Linked DNA regions of Sus scrofa: regions 2 and 3 are each linked to region 1. A link is a contact called in public HiChIP or PLAC-seq and promoter capture Hi-C data. All regions are on one chromosome and are shown on one strand. The core of a region is the stretch at or near the end of the contact, and the rest is flanking DNA. Distances in the headings are between cores, read along the strand shown. Region 1 holds the start of SLC22A5 (solute carrier family 22 member 5). Region 2 holds the start of HSPA4 (heat shock 70 kDa protein 4). Region 3 holds the start of LEAP2 (liver enriched antimicrobial peptide 2).

Region 1 (2,600 bases), core at 32-2,531:
GGTTTTCCCTCTGCTTCTATGAACTAAAGTTGTTATGCTTTAACTTAATCAGCCCAATGACTTTTCCTTAAAATATCCAAAACATTCCAGGTCAAGGTGTCCCCCTGAATGGATCTTTAGATGCAGGAATTCTAAAAAACTAATGATTAACTATGAACAAAAGGTAAACAGTTCCCTGGGTAAGGACCAGTCATTTTGGGGTGAAGGTGGGTGGGGAAGGAGTAACTGGAGAAAGGAGCAAGAGACAGTTTTATAGACATGCTTCCTTTAACTTTACAAGTTCAAGAAAGTAAAGGGGTGGGTATTTCCTCTCTTTCTGAGCAGATGCTAAGAGGCTGGAGGAAAAAACGGTGTCAGCTCCTTGGCCCAAGCTCTAGCTCTGGTCTTCAGCATTCCCACACCCATCTAGAGTAAGTCTTTAACTACTTAAAACCTTGGAGTATCTACCAGGAGTCGCCAGGGCCTTCTTGGCTTCCTCGTCAAGGTAGCCAACACGATGGGTGGCCAGCACGGACATCCGTGCTGCGACGGCCAAGATCTGGCTGGAAGTGACCGTGCAAAGTGCTCCCGAGTCACCTGGCTGGAGGATGCCCATCACCAGTGTGTAGTAAGTCTGTGGAGAGGGAGTGACAGCGCACACCTTGGCGGGTGGAGTGTGCGACCTTAAAGACTGCGAAGGTCCTCTCTACTCCCCGGTCCCAGGCTCCCGCACGGGGCTGGTACCCACCTCAGTCACGATGGTGGACAAGTAGATGTCCTGGCTGAACTCCCACCCATTCAGGCAGCCCTCTTGTTCCACCTGCTCTAGGTCCACGTCGCGCCCAGGCTCCAGCCCTAGAGCCGAGAAGTTGACAATCGTCTCGAGCCGGTAGCGACGGCAGCTGTGAGGCACCTCGCGGCCGTCCTGCAGCCGCAGCGGGAGACTGTGGTTGCGCCAAGCGCTGCTCAGGTTCGCGGTGTCTGGCACTCGGCAGCGGTGCTCCGGGGTCGCAGTGAGGAAAACGGCAGACAGGCCGTTGAAGCCGTTGGGGATGATGCTGGCGCTGAGCAAGAAGAAGATGAGGCGCTGGAAGGGCCCCCACTCGCCCAGGAAGGCGGTCATCTCGTCGTAGTCCCGCATGCCGCCCTCCGCTGCCCGTGGCGCGCGGCCCTGGGTCAGAAGACGCGGCGGCGCGCAGGGGCGGGGCTAGGTGTGCGCGTGCGCGTCGGGTCCCCACAGGGAAGCCTTCCTGAGGGACCGCTCGCAGACTGAGCAGGCTCTTGAGCTCCCGCCGCCACCGCGGCCTCACGGGAGAGACCGGCCTTACATAGACAGCGAGGCTGGGGCGGGCTCTGGGCCTAAGCTGCCAATCCCGCCGAGCCCAACGGCGGGGCGGGGCCACACGTGACGACGGTGGGCGGGCCCGGGCCGCCCGCCGCGCGCACAGTCTCGGGCCGAGCCGCGGTCCCGGCGTGGACGGGTCAGGGCAGACCCTAGTAGGCCCGGAGTTACAGCCGAAGGAGCTTTGGCTCCGCTGAGGGAGGCAGCAAGACCTGGGGCCTGGGAGGCGTCTGAGACCCAGCTCGTTGGCCCAGCCCGGAGCCGGGCAAGAGCCAGAGTGGGCCAGGCGGCGGAAGGCTGGAGTAGTACAAATTCCGCCCGCCCCCTACCCCTCTTAACGGAGGTCTGAAGGCGGACTGGGACTAGCCCACGGTCGCACTGCTAGTTTACTGCCTTTGACACCGCTCATCTTGGTAAGAGTGAGAAGGGTTATGTTGAAACCGGAACCGTTAATTACTCGCATGGAGAGACTGGAAGCAATGACTAACCCAAATGCCCTTTCCATTTTGGTCGCGAACAAGCCCTTTTGTTGTCCTTTAACCTGTTCAAACCAATGTAAAATTTTAACTTCAGGATTATTGACGATCCCAGCCTAGGATTAAGTGTTTCCCTTAGATTAGTTATTTCTGCACAGAGTTAAGAGTTGAAGGGTTATGGGGGGAAAAAAAGCAACTAGGTGATTCTCAAACTTCACTGTCCCATAGAATATAAAGTGTTTTAGTGGTCATATTAGTAAAGGTGCCGCGTTTAGTAAACCAAAGTATAAGACAACTAGTGAAAATTTGAATTTCTGATAAACAACGGATTATTTTATAGTGATAAAATATATGCAGGGAACATACGAAGTTCAAATGTATTGTGTAGGGCAGCCCTACATAATAAAGTCAAAAGAAATGAATGAAATTAATTTTAATATGTTAATTTATATGTTCATAACATTATTATTTCGTCATGTAATCTAGAAATTACTGAAATGTTTTATATTCTTACGTTAATAAACCATCGATCTTATATTTAGAGAATTTTCATACTAAATCTTAAGAATCCACTGTGTATTTTATAGCACATTTCAATTCAGATTAGCCATACTTTAAGAGCTTAGTGGCCACATGTAGCTTGTGAGCTCTCTTATTGGACAACACTGTTCCAAGGCCTTTAAGAATTAGGGTTGCTAAATTTAACATTGAAGGATTTTCCTTTTTATAGTAAGAGTGGCTCCTTTTTATAATAATAGTCTTCTAAATGTACACTTTTAAGTGTAATCTGTTAGGTAAACTAA
Region 2 (2,600 bases), core at 56-2,555, 680 kb before region 1:
GGCCTGGGTGAGTCATGATTTTTTTAGCGCTGTGTCTATACTGGTCCCATAACTTACTATAGGTTCTAAAAGTCGAAGTGAGCCCCTGAGTCATTCATTAACAATTGCGGCCAACACCCCGGATGGAATGCATTACCCTGAGAATGGAACGCTGTTAAGGGTGGATGCATACAGAATGATAACAGAAAATGACCCAACGTGGTTCAATTTACTGAAACGACGTAAAAAATCAAAGTGAATGCAAAGATATCCAAAAGCCATCAAATTTTATTAAATCCATTTCTGCTATCTTTCCGTGCCAACCCAACCTCAAGATCTCCGGTGCTCCGGCTCCCTCTCTTCCGGGCGCCACCCCACCCCCACTCACGTGGGACTCTGGGCGCTCTTAGGGCCGGCGACCGCCAGAACTCGTTCAACTCAACTAACTTTTATTAAGCGCCTGCTGTGTGCAAAACTCCGAACTCTGCGCTGGGCTGAAGAAACGTCAGTACTCCCTGCGCCTATTATGTACTCTCTAAAAGAGGAGCTCGGTCCACCCCACATCCCAGGCCTGCCTTCCCCCCAACTTCTACTCAATACATCCGCAGGTCCAAGTATCCATTCACAGCCTTCCGCCAGCCGGCGGGCCACAGAAAAAAGGCCTCGCCCCTGCTGCAGACCCACACGGTGGTGGTCGCGGCCACCAGTGACCTAAAACCCAATGGAGGTGCCCTACCCACCACGGCCTCGGCTCGGAACGGAGATTACTGCCCGGCCCACGTTCCCCAAACCGCGAGTGGCACAGACCAGAACAAGTGCTACCTCCCCACCCCCCAGTGCACGCGACTGGCCTGGCCCACACTCACGGCGTGCAGCGGTCGCTGTACTCATTAGCGATCGTTTCGATGCCACCGGCGCGGGCTACGGCGACGTAGCAGCTCTGGAACCCAAGGTCTATGCCCACCACCGACATGGCGCCGGCTACAGCTCGGGCTCGAGCCCCGGTCCGGCCGGCAAGACAGGACACGGACCCCGGCGGGGCTGGCGCGCGGAAAGACGGCCGTGTGGGCCGGGGAACCCGGGCTAGTTGGGGAAGTGAGGGTGACCACACGAGCCCCTCGGTTCTTAGAAGGAGAGCCGCGGCGGAGGGCACTGCTCAGACCGGCTCCGGCTCAGCGGCCGCAGAAGGTGCGCCGGTAGCGGGGGCGGAGAAGATCTCGAAAGATCTCGTTGCGACGAGAGTAAAGCTGCAGCGCGAGAACTGCGACGAGATGTTCTCGCGAGACCCCGGCACAGCTGCTTTTCCTTCTGAAGCCCCGCCCCCCGGTTGCGTACATGTTTACGTCACGTCCGGACCCAAAAACCTGGGAAGGGACTAAGCCGCAGAAAAGATGGTAGAGAGGCGGGGCTGGCCAATTGAGCCTGCGCACAGAACCGGCAGCCGCGCTCCTCGCGGCGGCGCGGAACCGAGAAGCAGCTCCTCTTCCAGAAGGAAATAGGAGCGCCGGTTTGAGGCAAAATACTGAGCAAGCGCTGTTGGCCTACTTCCGCCGTTTTTCTTTATTTCAGAGAAAGTTCCGGTTGTGGCACCTCCCGCGCCCCATCTTGTATTGAGCCCGGTAAAATGGGACCGCGCACTAATCCTCAAAGTTGGGAGAGCCTGGTCATCTCGCCTTGGTGGGGTCTGGTGTGTAGAAGAAAAGATTGCTGTTGGGCCCGGGCCCTGAACAGAGGTTTAGTTCAGGTTCTGTTAAAATCAGAGACAGCGCCCTTTGCGAAGGAGGGGAGGAAGTGACTCTCAATCCCACTGCCTTGATTTTTTTTCCCTCAGTCTTGCACCGTTTTCTAAACCGGTCCTGTCCTTAGATGCAGTTGCACCTAAAGGACCTACTGCACTTTAGCCTTTCAATCCCCAACCCATTTTAAGCACCTGTCTTGAACTGGATGCAAGAAACACGCATTCATAGGTACGTTCAGACATATCGGTAGCGCCAGGATTACATGAAGCAGGCACTCTCCCCTGCAGGGGCACCTGGGTAAGCAGGGAGTTGCGGAGAGTTATGATGTGTTCCTGGTATAGAGAGGAAGCCAGCTGGCAATCAGGAAGCAACTCTACGTAATGAGCATTTCTAATAAATCGCTTGAAGAAGTCTTAGAATACCAGGAATCTGAATCTCTGTGTCTCCAGTAATTTGATATGATTTCTTGTTCTAAGTATCTATTTTATGATTTTTTAAGGGCCCCCAACATTGTGTAAGCTTCAACCCCACAAAACCTGAATCCAACCAGTAACAGGAGTAGCTAAACAAGTAAATGGGATCCCCGTACAGGGTGGCAACTGTTACAACACAGAATGCTGGACACTAGGAAAAATAAAAGGCTGCTTTCAAGTTAGAAAAAAAGTAATAGCTAGCTAGTCTGGGTTGAAAAGAACTGCAGGAAGTACTGCTACTAGGTAGGCTGAATTGAAGACCTCCATCTCAGAGCTCAATCAATTATATTGGACCACTTAATAAAGTGGATAAACAAAGACAAAAGTAAATTTTCCCAAACCTCTGCGTTTGCTGTGTCAATGAAAAATCAATTACTTGTTCTAAGAAAGAAATGGAGGAGTTCCCTGG
Region 3 (2,600 bases), core at 35-2,534, 530 kb before region 1:
AGGTAGCGAGTTGCAAGCATTCCCCATCTTTGGTACCTCCCTGGAGAGTTCTTTACATGGAGTGAAGGAGTAGCGTCCAGTTTATGAACTTGGCAAGGCTGATCATTAGCTATTACTAAACTTTTGCCTGGAGCCTGCTGTTGGTTATTTCTTGAAAAAAATGCTCTCACTGCACGTTCCAGATTAAGAAGTTAGCACATTGTTATTAGGCAGTGCGGTGTTTTCCTGTCTTCCACAAAATGAATCCTTTTCCTCAAAAGTGTGAATTCCAGGCTGCCACAGTTTAAATAATAGTACACATAGAAAAATAAACTCTTAAGTTGACAAGTTGTTAGGCTTATCTACATATGAACATTCTAAGAAGAAATGGAGACCGATTTAAAGCATACATCTGTCTTTAAAAACACAAGGTTGCTTCACTTAAGTGTCTCCAGTCAAATGCAGTTAACCAATATTCCATAGAACGGAGCATTGTCGCAGGTAAGTGCTGTCCTCTCCCCCTGGTATTTACATCATTCCTGGGCCACACTTAGGGAACAGCGTCTTTTTCTAAGGGAAAAGAAAAAGTGATATTGGAGACAAAAGTCTCGCAGTGCCCAGAGCCACCTCTGCTGCATTTCCTTCCTCTGGCTGATACCCAATCTCAGCGTGGAGCAGAGAAAAAGGCAGCACTCTCTCGTGGTATCTGTGTGGAGCCCTTCCTGGCCCTTAACTCTTGTCTTCTCCGTGGAGCTCCCAGGCTCAGCCCAGGCGGTCCTCCAACCCAGTTTGCTTCTTAGGTCTGTGCGTGCACTGCTCTCTCTTTTGCCCAGCTTCCCAGGCCCCTTGCCCCCTTCCCAGGCCCCAGGTTTGGGGAGTACCTGCACAGCCTCGTGAGGCACTCCGAATCATCTCTGCAAGAGGCTCCAATGGGCCTGAGGGAAACCGCTCTCCAAAATGGAGTCATTCTCCTCGGCCTTTTCTTGGCGGAACTCAGTTCCGGTATCGGGGAGCCGTGGACCTGAATGGCAAAGACAGATTGACCTCAGGTATGTTGGAGATGACACTGCTGTACACCTTGTAAGAACGATCACCCCCTGGATGCTGTAGACTCAGAGCAGAGGGACTCTTCCTCAGGACCGAGTCTGGCTCTCAGGTTCTGCTTACAGTTCCACCACCGCCACCATCCACCCACACCCATGTGTGTAGCCTTCTTTCCTTACCTGGACTGCCAGCAACAGGCAGATGACGAGTACTGCAAAGAGTTTAAGGTGCCACATCTTGATCGAGGGGGGGATGCTGGAGCCTGAAGAGACAGTTCCCACTTCCTTTTATAGACAAACCCGCCTCTGATGGTTGCCAGGTGAGATGGGGGCAAAGTTTATATTTGCAGTCAGGGTCGATTTAATAAGTTAATGTCTACCAGAGAGGAATGTGCCCAAGGCCTGCCCTTCAGGCACGTCGCATTTACTGATCCCTCGTGGACTTTGAGTGATCATGTTGCTGGTTTGGACCCTTCCCTCCACTACCTCCTCCCCTTTGAAAAGCCACGTGAAGCCACTGAGGGAGAGCTGGGCACCCAGCCATGATTTGATTCCAAAATAGCTCAGTGAGTTCACGCCAGTCAAAATAGAATTCTAATGAGGTCTTCAGAAAGCGTGTTGACCCCTTTCCTTGTGTAGAAAAGAAGCGCTGATCTATTTTGTTACAGGCAATTGGATAGGGCCCTTCCTTATCTCCCTTCTGTGGGAGGGTGCTTCTGCAAGCATGAGCTACAGTGCCCCAGATCCCCATTTGTATAGATGGACTGTCACTCTAATTATCTGCTCCACATCTCCCTACGAGAATGGAAAACCAGCTGCAGAAAGTTCAAAGTCTGGCCAACCTTCCATCTCCCAGGGGAAGGGCAGTCAGGACGGACTGGTGGTGGCTCAGTCATGGGTGAATTGAATGAAGGAGTATAGGTTGACTTTGCTTTTTAAAAATGTGAATGAAGAGGAGTTCCCGTCATGGCTCAGTGGTTAACAAACCCGACTGGGAACCCTGAGGTTGCGGGTTCGATCCCTGGCCTTCCTCAGTGGGTTAAGGATCCAGCGTTGCTGTGAGCTGTGGCGTAGGTCACAGATGCAGCTCAGATCCTGTGTGGCTGTGGCGTAGGCCGGAGGCTACAGCTCCGATTAGACCCCTAGCCTGGGAACCTCCGTATGCTGCGGGTGTGGCCCTAGAAAAGACAAAAAGACCAAAAAAAAAAAAAAAAAAGTGAATGAAAAGATAGCAGGGGCTCCTAACTCAGTGGAAAAACTTAGTGGTGGTGACAGATGTTGCAAACCTTGAATTACTAGCTTTGCTGCCAACAGTTAAGCCTTTTAACAGAGCACCTTCCTCCAGCAGCCTCAGGAAGCAGGCACAGGGTTGAGATCTCCCCAAAGCCTGAAACATCTGTCACCATAAGTAGGAACCCCTGCAGGTTTCTAGCCCAAGAAGGTGTCCCAAAACCTTGAATGGTTATGGGCAGTCATTAAATGACACAGGCATTTTAACAAATTTGTTGGGAAAGGTCTGAATTCTGAGTAAGGAGGTTTATAGGACTTTAGATCTTCCTATGACCTGGAAGGAAAAGC

Evidence for each region. Promoter capture Hi-C pulls out the DNA fragments that hold promoters and counts their contacts. HiChIP or PLAC-seq counts read pairs in DNA pulled down with a chosen protein or histone mark.
Region 2: an H3K27ac HiChIP or PLAC-seq map of alveolar macrophages shows a contact between it and region 1. The contact joins the promoter of HSPA4 here to the promoter of SLC22A5 in region 1. A contact is called at or near these places in 1 of 5 promoter capture datasets (fetal liver), 1 of 47 Hi-C or Micro-C datasets (mesenteric adipose tissue) and 2 of 2 datasets of contacts at active chromatin or transcription factors (alveolar macrophages and skeletal muscle).
Region 3: a promoter capture Hi-C map of liver shows a contact between it and region 1, with 2.5 times the contacts expected there. The contact joins the promoter of LEAP2 here to the promoter of SLC22A5 in region 1. A contact is called at or near these places in 1 of 5 promoter capture datasets (liver), 1 of 47 Hi-C or Micro-C datasets (liver) and 1 of 2 datasets of contacts at active chromatin or transcription factors (alveolar macrophages).

The regions. Positions count from the first base shown.
Region 1 is chr2:134,659,477-134,662,076 of Sscrofa11.1, reverse strand. It overlaps SLC22A5 (solute carrier family 22 member 5), which reads right to left and starts at 1,281. Exons shown (of 14, transcript XM_021085423.1): 1 at 728-1,281. The coding sequence starts at 1,120. It overlaps LOC102157444 (a long non-coding RNA gene), which reads left to right and starts at 1,418. Exons shown (of 4, transcript XR_001307200.2): 1 at 1,418-1,734.
Region 2 is chr2:135,344,429-135,347,028 of Sscrofa11.1, reverse strand. HSPA4 (heat shock 70 kDa protein 4) reads right to left here and starts at 1,305. Exons shown (of 19, transcript XM_005661654.3): 1 at 846-1,305. The coding sequence starts at 952.
Region 3 is chr2:135,193,135-135,195,734 of Sscrofa11.1, reverse strand. LEAP2 (liver enriched antimicrobial peptide 2) reads right to left here and starts at 1,284. Exons shown (of 3, transcript NM_213788.1): 1 at 1,203-1,284; 2 at 861-1,000; 3 at 267-549. The coding sequence starts at 1,259. The coding sequence ends at 513.